Regions from separate parts of the Mus musculus genome. Here region 1 is linked to region 2. The links are chromatin contacts, called in public Hi-C maps. All regions are on one chromosome and are shown on one strand. Each heading gives the region's core, a stretch centred on a gene start, on an enhancer-like site or on the middle of the called end of the contact. The rest is flanking DNA. Distances are from core to core; before and after follow the strand shown. Region 1 has its middle 20 kb from the start of Wnt5b. Region 2 overlaps Wnt5b (wingless-type MMTV integration site family, member 5B).

The links. Hi-C and Micro-C count contacts between places; a contact is called where the count stands out from the background.
Region 1: a contact with region 2 is called in a Hi-C map of uterus, with 2.1 times the contacts expected there. The contact joins two enhancer-like sites. A contact is called at or near these places in 4 of 39 promoter capture datasets (embryonic stem cells and stem cell-derived epiblast-like cells), 1 of 15 datasets of contacts at CTCF or cohesin (large pre-B cells), 42 of 484 Hi-C or Micro-C datasets (8-cell embryo, CD8 T cells, the G1E-ER4 cell line and 14 more) and 6 of 115 datasets of contacts at active chromatin or transcription factors (the SCID.adh cell line and embryonic stem cells).

The regions. Positions count from the first base shown.
Region 1 is chr6:119,561,740-119,567,785 of GRCm38.p6, forward strand. No RefSeq gene overlaps it. Among named protein-coding and RNA genes, the nearest start is that of Wnt5b, 20 kb to the left of the region's middle. Within about 2 kb of position 3,867, at least 26 of the 459 cell types and tissues checked have an H3K27ac peak or open chromatin away from gene starts, as enhancers often do. A contact at or near this core is called in uterus, where this site is marked.
Region 2 is chr6:119,488,647-119,494,619 of GRCm38.p6, forward strand. All of the region lies in intron 1 of Wnt5b (wingless-type MMTV integration site family, member 5B), which reads right to left. Among named protein-coding and RNA genes, the nearest start is that of Fbxl14, 12 kb to the left of the region's middle. Within about 2 kb of position 2,080, at least 19 of the 459 cell types and tissues checked have an H3K27ac peak or open chromatin away from gene starts, as enhancers often do. A contact at or near this core is called in uterus, where this site is marked.

The DNA of each region.
Region 1 (6,046 bases), core at 2,617-5,116, 75 kb after region 2:
TAAAATCATTTTTAAGGTGGAAGAAGTGCCACTGTAGGTCATACATAATTCATCTTCTGGTCATTTGTGAATGATGGTACTATAAGTATGGGTAGGCAGGAATCTCTGGGACTTGCCTTCAGTCTTTTGTGGGGCACATAAGACTGGGATTGCTGATGCCCAGGGTGATCCTGGTACTGGTTTGTTTTTGAGGAATCCTCCCAAGCTGCTGCATCCAGAGAGGATGCAAAGACTCTTAGAGGCAGGAGTGGAGGTGCCAAGGCTTGAGACAGGAGATTTAATCTGACACTGTAGGGCAGGTGACCCTCTTTAGGGGCACAGCCGCTCTGAGCCTCACATTCTTCTCTCACTGTGCCTTTAGGCTGACAGGCCAATGACTAAGCAGACATGAAGTATGCTTTATTTATTGTCAGTGTGCAGTGTGGACACCGATCCCCAGAAAGCTCCAATGGACTGGCTTTGTATCTGGTTCCCCACTAGCCCAATGGCAATTCTGTCCTTCTCCTTAAACCTCATAGTAGAGGGGCACATGGACTGATCAAGGATGCTGTGTGTGCTCATCCCTATAGAGGTAGCCATATTAACACCATTCTTCTAACTCTCATCTTAAAGCCCTAAGAGGGCCACCGTAGGAAAATACTAGTCGCATGAAGTGTGCTTAGCATAAGGCATCAAAGACTGTGTCACAGGTGGCTGGGTACAGAGGGCATTCCTTGGTAAGGTGGTGGGTTCTGAGTGATGGGCTGACTGTGTGCTTGGGTTTGGGAGGTGACACAGCGTGGGCTGCAGGGCCAAGACTTATTTTAGTAACTGGAGTTTCCTCCAGTCAGCAATGACTGATGCAAACCTGGAAATAAACATATCTTTAAACAAGCCGGTGAGGGATGAGGGAGAACATAAATAGTGGGGCTCGTTCAGGAAACTCCTCCACCAGTTCAGCCCAGCTGCAAACAGCTGGGACTTATGTACCAGACATCCAGAAGACATTCCTTTGCGGCCCTTCTGGGAGTAGATTTGACCTTGCGATCCTCCCTGGTCCACAACCTAGCGGGGAGGAGAAGTCTGGCCTACAGGCCAGCACCGTTTCCGTCTGTTTCCTGGCCCTGATCACTGTGCACAGAGGAGGAGAAGAAACATTTTTGTTGTGGTGGTGTGGGTGGGTGGGTGGGTGGGTGTGGGTGTGTGCACGTGCGCGTGCTAAGGAAAAAAATGAGGGAAAGAAAATGAGGCAGTTGCTAGGCAAGTGTTCTGTAGGCATGAGATGGGACAGTCTCAAGAAGCCCCATGGCAGGCAGGTGCAGGGTGGGAAGTGGGGGTGGGGTGAGAAGGAGGAAGGGTACAAACAGGGTCTTTTGACCCCTGGATGTTTCTGCTTGGTGCCTTCACAGGCAAGTGGTCATTGTCACTGTGAGCTGTGTCTCCTTTCCAGCTGCCACTCTGAAGAACAGGAATTCACATACATGACCTTAATAGAAGCCCTGGGGAGAGAGAGAGAGAAATCCCATGGGCTATTTATTTACCTACAAATACATGTATTTGGGAAGTGATTCTAAAGGTTAAAAAGAACTCAGCACCACCCAAGCTCCAGACAGATATTCAGGGCTTCAGACTCCAGGCAGTGGTACCCAGTCCTGGGAGAGTTAGGTGGCCACTCCCAAGCTGGACTAGTGGTTTTAACAGCACAGTATGATAATGCTCTGTGCAAGCAGAAAGGGCCAGTTCCCTGAAGACCTGACAAGCCAGAGCAGCAGTGTAGATGGATCCAGGAACTAAGACTCTCTCTCTCCCTCATAGTTCCCATGCTACCAAAAAAAAAAAAAAAAAAAAAAAAAAAAGTAAAAACTTACATTTATTGGTGTGGGTGTGTCTCTTTGGATGTTCTGGATGTATAGGTACACTAGCAAGCAGGTACTCACGGAGGCCAGAAGAGGGCATAAGAAGCCCTGAAGCTGGAGTTACAAGTGAGTGTGAACCACCTGGTATGGATGCTGGGAATTGAACTCTGGTCCTCTGTAAAAGCTGGAAGCACTCTTTTTGGGGGGTTATTTTACTTATTTACATTTCAAATGTTATCCCCTTTCCAGTTTCTCCTACGCAAAGCCCCTACCTCATTCCCCCTACCCCCTGCTTCTATGAGGGTACACCCTCACCCACCCACTCCCTCCTCACTGCCCTGGCATTCCCCTACTTGGGGCATTGAGCCTTCACAGGACCAAGAACCTCCCTTCCCATTAATGCCAGATAAGGCCATCCTCTGCTGCATATGCAGCTGGAGCCATGGGTCCTTCCATGTGTATTCTTTGGTTGGTGGTTTAGTCCCTGGCAGTTCCAGGGAGGTCTGATTGGTTGATATTGTTGGTCTTCCTGTGGGGTTGCAGCTCCTTCAGTCCTTCCCATAATTCCTCCATTGGGTTCCCCGTGGCTGCGAGCATCTGCATCTGTATTGGTCAGGCTCTGGCAGAGCCTCTCAGGAGACAGCTAACCACCAAGCTATCCTTCCAGCTCCTCTAAGGCTGTTTTGAGGTATCATGCTTTCTCATGTCAGAGCTGGGAGGGGCTCGCTCACACTGTGAATAGTGGGGGGGGGGGCGAGGGCATAGAATGGTGGGTACAGTGCTTAGTGCACAAGCACGAGGACTCTAGTTCCATCCCCAGCACCCACAGAAAAGACTGGGTGTTGTATGCACGGGAAATCCCAATGCTGGAAAGGCTGAGGCAACTTAACCAACAAGTCTGCAGCAACAAGGGACCCTGTCTCAAAAGGGATATGAGCATGGCAGACATAGTATATTTTGTTTGGTTTGGTTTGGTTTTTGTTGTTGTTTTCTTTTTCTTTTCTTTTCTTTTCTTTTCTTTTTTTTTTCTTCGAGACAGGGTTTCTCTGTGTAGCCCTCGATGTCCTTGGAGCTCACTCTGTAGACCAGGCTGGCCTCGAACTCAGAAATCCTCCTGCCTCTGCCTCCCAAGTACTGGGATTAAAGGCGTGTACCACCACGCCCGGCTATTGTTTTGCTTTTCAAGGCAAGGTTTCTTTGTGTAGCCTTGGCTTCTCTGGAACTCACTCTGTAGACCAGGCTGGCTTGACCTCGAATTTACAGAGATCCACCTGCCTCTGCCTCCTGAGTGCTGGGATCAAAGGAGCGCACCACCACCTCCCCGCTCACATTTATTTTTAAAGAATAGACCAGAATGGTCCCTATTCCAGGTGCACAGGGAAGGATGTGAGTGAGCCGTCTGCCCAGGCAAGGATGGGAAAGGTGAAATGCCTGCAGATTCAATGACACAAAATCACAGGGACCTAGTAGGGCAGAGATGTCTTTATGAGTTCTGAGTGTTGGAAAGTAAGTGCTAAGACCAGAAGCTGGGCTGAGTGGAACCTGGGCCTGGTAGGGCCATTAAGGGGAGTGTGGAGCAGACTTGGGCTGGAGAGAAGCATGACTCTTGGCCCTATAATGCTCTTCTGGCTACCCTCACCCTGTCCCAAATAGTATAGTCACTGTAGGACTATGTCTTCGTTTCAGTTTCCATCCAAGCAGGGAACTCACCTTCACCCATGCACCTTGTGCAATGCTGAGCACAGCTCCCACACCCGTGGAAGAGGCGCCTTGTCTTTTGAGGTGAATAGAGACAGAATGGGAGCCTACAGAGGTGACGTGTCCCGCTCTGGCAGGCCTGCTGACTGTCTTTCCTGCTCTTTAGGCAATTGTTCCATGGGTGATTTGGGCCTGTTCTGTGTCTCCCTTACCTTGCTGTAAGTCCTTTAGGCCCAACAGAAACTCTATCAGTCAAGGGAACTGTAGGAGGGGAACTAGGAAGAGGCACTGAGGCCCTCGGGCTCCAGCTGGTCTGCCCTTGGTTGACGCTGCGGCTTGCTCCCAGCCTGCCTTTTCCTCCCACGATTCCTCCTGCATTAGCTCAGTGTAGCATTACCCCAAGGAGCACGCCCAAGTTGGCAAGAGTCACACATTAGGCCGTCTGCCTTTTAACCAAGTTTATGATTTAAATCTTGTGCTCTTAACACCTTCTTTGCAAGCCTCGGAGGGAAACAAAAATGTTGACCTTGTTTATTCATTTCCTCCTTAATATGGAGACCCTTGCTTGGCCGACACCTCTTGTGCATGCATCGGCACAGCTGTGCACATACGCTGGGTGCCACGCTGCGCGCACCCGTGCTCAGGAGGACGCTGGTTCTACTGCAATCCCTGGCAAGTTTCCAGGACATCCAAAACCGCCTGAAGACCAACGTTACCTGCACACTGGATTCCACGATGTTGTTCCCTCTCCTCAAGGCAGGTTCAGCTTCTTAGAAACCTCTGTGGGAATTCCTGGGGGCTGGCTGGGAGGCTCAGGGAATTGGAACAGGGGAGGAGAAGAGGCCCCAGATGGTGAGAGCCTCACCCAGGACCATGAGCACCAGGGTCAGAGCCCAGCTGTCTCCCTCCCAGCTGCTTATCAGGACAGACAGGCTCCACCTGTGGCTCACCACCACAGTAGCATTACTAGGAGCTCCATGGGCTGGGGCTGGGGATGGGGGGCGGACAACATCTCCCACCTGACGTCAGGAAGCCGGAGTGAAAGCTGAGCCAACTGCGGGGAATGAACACGTTGGGATAAGAAACTACTGGGAAGTTTCCAGGTAAGCAAGTCCTTTTATTTGCTTGGTAAGCTCAGATCTGTGCATAGGCCTGTGGAGGACCCAGGAGAAAGAACAGTCCTTGTTTACAAGGGTGTGTGGTCAACGAGGAGATGGGAGAAGGAAAGCAGGCTACTTGTCTTGGAAGGAGAGAGGCGGAGATCAAGGCGCCTTACTCTGTGGCTGAAGGGTGAACAGCTATGTTTGCCTAAGGGTGAATACTCTTAAGCATCCTTGCACATTGGAGTCTGCACAGGGAGCTTGGAAACGTTGCAATGGGCTGTCAGCATTGCTGTGGCTAGAACTCCACGATGGGATGGCCTGGCCAGGCCAGATAATCTCACATTGGGTTCCAGGGTCCCTCTGTCTCATTTGTCACAGCAATGGAAAGCCAGAGGAGGCATCCTTGGGTTCCCATCCTTGTAAATGGGGGCAGTGAGGCCCCGATGCTCAGGCATGCCCATTGGCATCTGGGCTTCCTGCTTCCTAAAGCAGAAACAATATGATTGTTGGCATGTAACTCCCTTGGGGGAGGAACTCTGGCCTACACTCAGGGAACTGCAGGAAAGCAGGCCACAGTCACCAGGAGGCAGACTGGGACATATAAGAGGGAAGATGGTGGTGCCCCCTTCCCTTCTCTGGGAAACTTCATGTTTTAGGCTCTAGCATTCTCATCCTTGGCTGATTTCTCTATTTGGGGGATTTCAGATGGCACGAGGTGGCCCTGGAAGGAGGAAGCAGGTCTGCCCAGAGAGCAGCGTCCTTCCTGAAGGGCAATGCACATTGTCAGCATCTCCATGGGTTGCCGTGGGTTTCCAAAGCAAGCTTTGGCTTTGAAGTGATTTACTATAACAAATGACTGTTAAGTGTCAAGCACACCCTTTTATTGACCCGGGCTTGATGCTTTCTTGTGCATCCTCTCCTGCTGATGTTGTGGGAGTGGAACCCACAGATAGCACACACTAGGCAAGTGCTGGACCTCTGAGACATTTAGGTGGTACATCCTTTTGTTTGCATGTTACAGACATGTGAAGGCTGGAGGTCAAAGGCTTAAGTGACATAACCAGGGATGAGGCCACACACTTTGATGGCAGCAAAGCCTAGCTGGGAACCTGTTCTACATCTGAGCTCCATGTGCACCTGCCTTCATGGTCAAGGTTTGTGCTGGTTCTTTGTCTGAGTAGGGCCAGTCTTCTGTCTGCCTCACTTCAGGACAGCTCCTCCTAGCAGGCAGGGCCTTGTGGGAGGGTCAGCCAGCTGCTGTAGAACCAGCCTGGAGAGAATAACATTCGACAGTGGGCCTGCTCATGGCTGTGGGTGTTCTGTGTGCCTGTATCTTAGTCCACTCACTGATGCTGTAACATGCTGTCGAAGTGCAGTTCTTTAGGAAGAAAGATTGGCTTGGTTGGGAAC
Region 2 (5,973 bases), core at 830-3,329:
CACCGTATGTCAGAGGCAATAGACAGAGAATCAGGTGGCCTCCTGGGACAGAAGTTAGCCCATTTTTTCCATACATAGAAGAGTCTGATTGTCCAAAGACCCAATAAGAATTATAGAAATGCATCAGGGCAGTGTTGGCACACACCTTTAATCCCAGCACTCAGGAAGCAGAGGCAGGTGGATTTCTGAATTCAAGTGCAAGCTGGTCAACAAAGTGAGTTCCAGGACAGCCAGGTCTGTTACAGAGAGGAACCCCATCTCAAAACAAACAACCACAGAAGGAACTACAGAAATGCATTACCAATGAGATGAGAAATCCATTACCAGTGATACCATACATGGCTCAGCAGCAAACAGCATCGTTGTTTGCTCTAGAAATAAAGATGCTTAATTAAAGTCAGGCAACAGGCACATTCCCACAAGGTGGAGGCACATTACTAACTAGTACTTAGTAGAGTACTTAGTGCTTGCTTTAGCGTACACAAAGCCCTTGGGCATTATAGGTATGGAGAGACGACTTACTCCTGCAGAAGACAGGTGACTTGACAAATACGGAGGGGCTCTGAGAGTCTACTCTCAGCCTAGGCTGTCTTAGTTCAGATTGCTATTGCTGTGATGAAACACCGTGACCAAAGCACCTTGGGGAGGACAAGGGTTATGTGACTTCCACTTCCACATCTCAGTTCATCTTAAAAGGAAGTCAAGACAGCAACCCAAACAGGGCAGAAGTCTGGAGCAGGAGCTGATGCAGAGGCCATGCAGGGGTGCTGCTTACTAGCTTGCTCCTCATGGATTGGGCAGCCTGCTTTCTTTTAGAACCCAGGACCACCAGCCCAGGGATGGCCCAACCCACAATGAGCTAGGCCTTCCCTCCAATCAATAATTTTAAAATGCCCTACAAGCTTGCCTACAGTCAGAACTTATGGAGGCATAAAGAGTTCAAGGCCAGCCCAGGCAACATAAGACCCTATCTCCGCACAAAGGAGGGAGGACAGAAAACATCTTGTTCCATGACACGCTTCATTTTACCTTCATTTTAGGACATGTACACAGGATTTACCTCTCCTGCTGTTAATGAAATTGAGCTGTGTCCAAACAATTTAGAGGCAGAAAACAGACAAACGTGGTTTCCTTTGCTTTTACTTAATTAAAATGGTTTTGGACTCAATATAAAGCAGTAAAATTAAGTGTAGACAACACAGTTTATTCTTTGGTGAAGACAGAAGACAGAATTTACCCACCAGATCTGCAATTTCTGGATCTTGTCAGTAGGTGGCAGCATTGTCTATGATTTGGTGGCTGCGTTGCGAGACCACCCAGCCCTCCAGGCTAACAAATCCTTTCTCTTGATGTTTCCCCCACTCGCAAGAGTTCTGCCAGGATCTAAGAGTTGACAACTGGAACATTATTTCCTCCAAACACTGAGACTGGCTTTTTAAATTTTTTTCCTTTTTCACCCTTTGGTATGTATACGTGTGTAGGCATGCATGTGTCTGTGAGTCAGTCTGGACAGCAAGCACCTTTACCTGCTGAGCCATCTCAACAGCCCAAGACTGAATTTTAAAGCACCAGCGAGGTGACTCCTGGCACCGTGTCTCTGGGGTGTTACTGTTTCATGGGGATCCCTGAGTTCTAGCAGCTCTGCTTTGGTGGGCCTGGGGGAAAGTATCAGCTGATTCCTTAAGGCTCCTTCTCGAAAACTGTTGGAGTGCTACGTTTGCCAAGTTTGGCAAGTGGGGAGAAATTTTACAATCATGCATGAAGATAGAGCTAAGCATCCTGTTACTGTGAAAGAAAAATAGAAAAAGAGTTGGGAGTTTACATTTTTGTTCTAATTCACTTTAATTATCAAAGGAATGCAGTATATTCACTGCCCACATGAAGCCGTCTTTGTAGAATCTAAAGGGGCCCGTGAAGCCAGACCCTGATGGGTCTAAGAAGGATGTGAGGTTTCTTGCACGGTGTAAATGCAGAACGTAGACGAGAGAAAGGCAGCCGAAGACAAGCATGCACTCAGAGCCGCGGGGCCACCCTGGCCAGATTCCACATGCTGCAGTGAGGGGTGGGCTGAGGGCGTAGAGGATGGGCTCTTGTCCTCTTGACACTTAGAGTCTCTGAGGTCAGAGAATCAGAGCGTGGGTCTGAGGCAGCTGCTACTGCCATGGGACAAAGGAGGGAAGACTTCTACCAGCCTGTGAGCCGGGTGAGCCCCGATTATTAGCTCAAACATACAGAGCTCTTGTTTTGTTTTGTTTTGTTTTGTTTTGTTTTGTTTTGTTAAGAGAATGAATAAGACAGACCTCTAGTATGCGCTGCGCTTGAGTGTGAAGAACATTGCTATTCCCAGAACTACCAAGAGGACTCTTAGAAAATCATGAAATCTCCCAGGGGAGATTATGGAAACCCGTTATGGAAACCATTGCTGAAATGTGTCTCTGAGTGACTATATAGAACGGAGCCGGGTTTGGAAAGAACAATGCCAGGAAGGGAGTCTGCAGACAAGAGAAAGGTCCCCACATGACTCGGAGGACCGAGGACGCTGGATGACAGGACCCTCACAGCCCTGGGCACGGAGAGGGAGGGAGGGAGGGAGGGGGGCTTTGATGTGCAGCCTCCGACAGCTTCGCTTCTGGCCTTCAGGCTTTATATTTATGTGTTGTCATCTCTCTGTCTCCATCTCCCTCTCCCGCCACCTCCTGTACGTTTTCTCTAGTGAAGGTTTTAAAGAACAGAGTTTTTTCTGTGAATTTCACTTGAGGCAGGAATACTCAGCACTTCAGGCCTGAAATGTCCTGTCCAGAGCCCTGCAGTTGGTACCCAAGGGCCTACATTCAGCAGGTAATGTCAACATGGCTTTAATGCACACAGGGAGAAGCCAGGGCCTTCCAGGGAGGGAGACAGTGTCAGATCCCTCATGGGCCCTCCAGGAGGCAACTGACTCCCACAGCCTGAAATTCCATTTCCTCAATGAAGATGGAGTGTGGCTCTGGGGAGCCCAACAAGACAGAAGCTTATATTTTAGATAACTTTCCCCAGATGTCCACCCAAAGGAACCCCCAGTCCTAATAGCAAGACTATAGACAGAACGTTCTCTTGCCCGCCACCCCCCCCCACCCCCACCCCCCCGCACCCGCCTTCCCTAATCCCTCAGTGCTTCCTTCAAACAGTGTCCATCTGCCCTAAAAAGGGACCCAGCACCAGCCTTCCTTTCTTCCTTCCTTTCTTTGGTTAGCCCTGGCTGTCCTGGAACTTGCTCTGTAGACCAGGCTGGTTTTGAACTCAGAGATTCGTCTGCCTCTGCCTCCCAAATTCTGGGATTAAAGGTGTGTGCCACTACCCCCTGGCTACGTGGGCCTTTCTTGATTTCTCCTTGTGAACTGTGAGCTGTCACAGTGAATTCCAGGCGAGGTGGACATAACCAGAAGCCTAAGCAGACATTAGTCCTACCTCGCACATCCGTGACATCCCAGCCCCAGCTGCTACACTCACCCCACTTCCTCATCTGCCAGGAACTAGCAAGAGAAATCAAGGCACTTGCATGCAAGTCACTGCAAGCTCCTTCCCACCCTTCTACAGGCCCGAAACAGGCTGCTACCACTAATCTGCCCCTGGTTTGCAGCTCATCGGCCTTTGTCCTCTAAGCCCCTGATAATGGTTTTACTAAAATCCCCTTTTGATGGAAAAAGTCCCAGCTGGACATTGCAGGGTCCAGCATAATGTCCACGTCTGCAGGCCCCTCTGCCTACCCCACAAAGGCCTCTAATCAAGTGGAAAATGTGCTGGAGGCGGAGGTCTGGGGCTGCAATTATTTTTTAAGGGATTACTAGAGAAGAATAGAAGCAGCCAGGACCGCCCCCACCTGCTCTCCCCTTGGCCCTGCTTCAGACATATACTGAGTCTCTCAGAGACCAGAGCCACACTCTTCCTTTTCCCTGTGGAGGGGCAGCCACCTCGGAACACCACTGTTGCAGAAATAAAGAGTTTGGGGAAAACTTGCAATTCCCGTTTTGACCCCATTTAAGATCTCATGTATATAACCACTGTCAAACAGGATACTGAGTGTGGGGCGTGAACTCATTCATTAACCTCTAACCCCTGCCCTGTATGCCTAGGGGAGATTTGCCCAGTGCCCAGGCACTGCCAGAGTCTGGAGCACTCACTGGGGCTTTGGAGGGCAAAAGGTCATGTTCCCACCTTGCCTGTTACCCCCTCCCCTCTTTCACACACACATACCGACCATCCCTCACCACTGAGCAAATATCCATCCCACGGCAACGCTTAATCTCAAGGTAATGTGTGGGTAAGATCTGCAATGTCAAGCACTACTTACGGCAGTCTTTGAGAGCACGCACTCCCAAGGGAGTTTGTCTGTATCTCACAGGGCCTTTGCGGGTGTCATTTATACACAAATCACCGAGCATACAATTAATCACAGATTGGTGACAACTCCCAGCCTGGCCTTGAGTCCCTGCCTTCCCCATCAGCCTAGGTAGCTGTTCTCCTTACTAACCCTAGCTCTGGGCCATGGATGCAAAACTGATTGCGGATTTCTAACCCCACTCTGGAATGATCAAGGATCTCACAGTTCATCTGGGAAGCTTCAAAGCCAGCATGGAATTCACACTGAACGTCAAGCTGAGCGGCAACTTCTAGTTCCTTCTCCAAACCTTTGATCAGACACGAAACAATTGATTGGAAAGGAATTTTTGTTCTCATCCGTATCAAATGGCCAGCTGCGGGTGATGGCACACCTGTATCCTAGCGCTTGAGTAGAGGCAGGCATATTGACCTGAGTTTGAGGATGGGCTGGTCTATCAGGTAAGTTTCAGGACAGTCAGGGGTTTGTAGAGGCCATTCCTCAACAACAAGGAGACGTGATCAAAGTAGATCCTCTCATTAGTTTCTGATTGGGGTGCTGGTCTGGAACTCAGGGTCCTGTGCATACCAGTCATGCACCTCGTACTGTCTGGGTTTATGTCAACGTGATATAGGCTGTAGTCATTAGGAAAGAGGGAACCTCAATAGAGAAAATGCCCCCTTAAGGTCTGACTGTAGGCAAGCTTGTAGGGCATTTTAAAATTATTGATTGGAGGGAAGGCCTAGCTCATTGTGGGTTGGGCCATCCCTGGGCTGGTGGTCCTGGGTTCTAAAAGAAAGCAGGCTGCCCAATCCATGAGGAGCAAGCTAGTAAGCAGTACCCCTGCATGGCCTCTGCATCAGCTCCTGCTCCGGACTTCTGCCCTGTTTGGGTTGCTGTCTTGGCTTCCTTTTAAGATGAACTGAGATGTGGAAGTGGAAGTCACATAACCCTTGTCCTCCCCAAGGTGCTTTGGTCACGGTGTTTCATCACAGCAATAGCAATCTGAACTAAGACAGCCTAGGCTGAGAGTAGACTCTCAGAGCCCCCTCCCTACTTAGGACAGTGTTGTTGAATCATCTGTCTTCTGCAGGAGTGAATCATATCTATGACTTTTTGGATGAAGATGAGCCACCTCAAAAAAATGTGAAGCGTTCAAGGGTGTAATGGGTAGCTTTAACTACTAACTTGATACAATTTAGAACTACCCGAGATGTGCATCTCAGTGAAGGACTGCCTAGACCAGATCTGTCTGTGAGGATTGCTTGATTACATTAATCGATATGTGAAGATCCAGCCCACTGCAGGCAGCATCATTCCCTAAGTTTGGGTCCTGGACTGTATGAGAGTGAAAGTCACATAACTCATAAGAAAATGAGCTTCGTAGTAAGCTTTGGACTGTGGATTCGGGGTGACTAGTTCTAAGCTCCTGTGGCCCGGATTCCCCTGATCTGACAGACTGTGAGCTGAAGCAAAGCCTCTCTCCCCTGGGTTACTTTCTGTCAGGGTATTTTATCACTGCGACAGAAATGAAACAAGGACAACAGGCACAAAGTCCATGTGGCTCTGACTCCTCGTTACAGGAAACTTGTGGACATTAGTTTGTGGCATAGCGA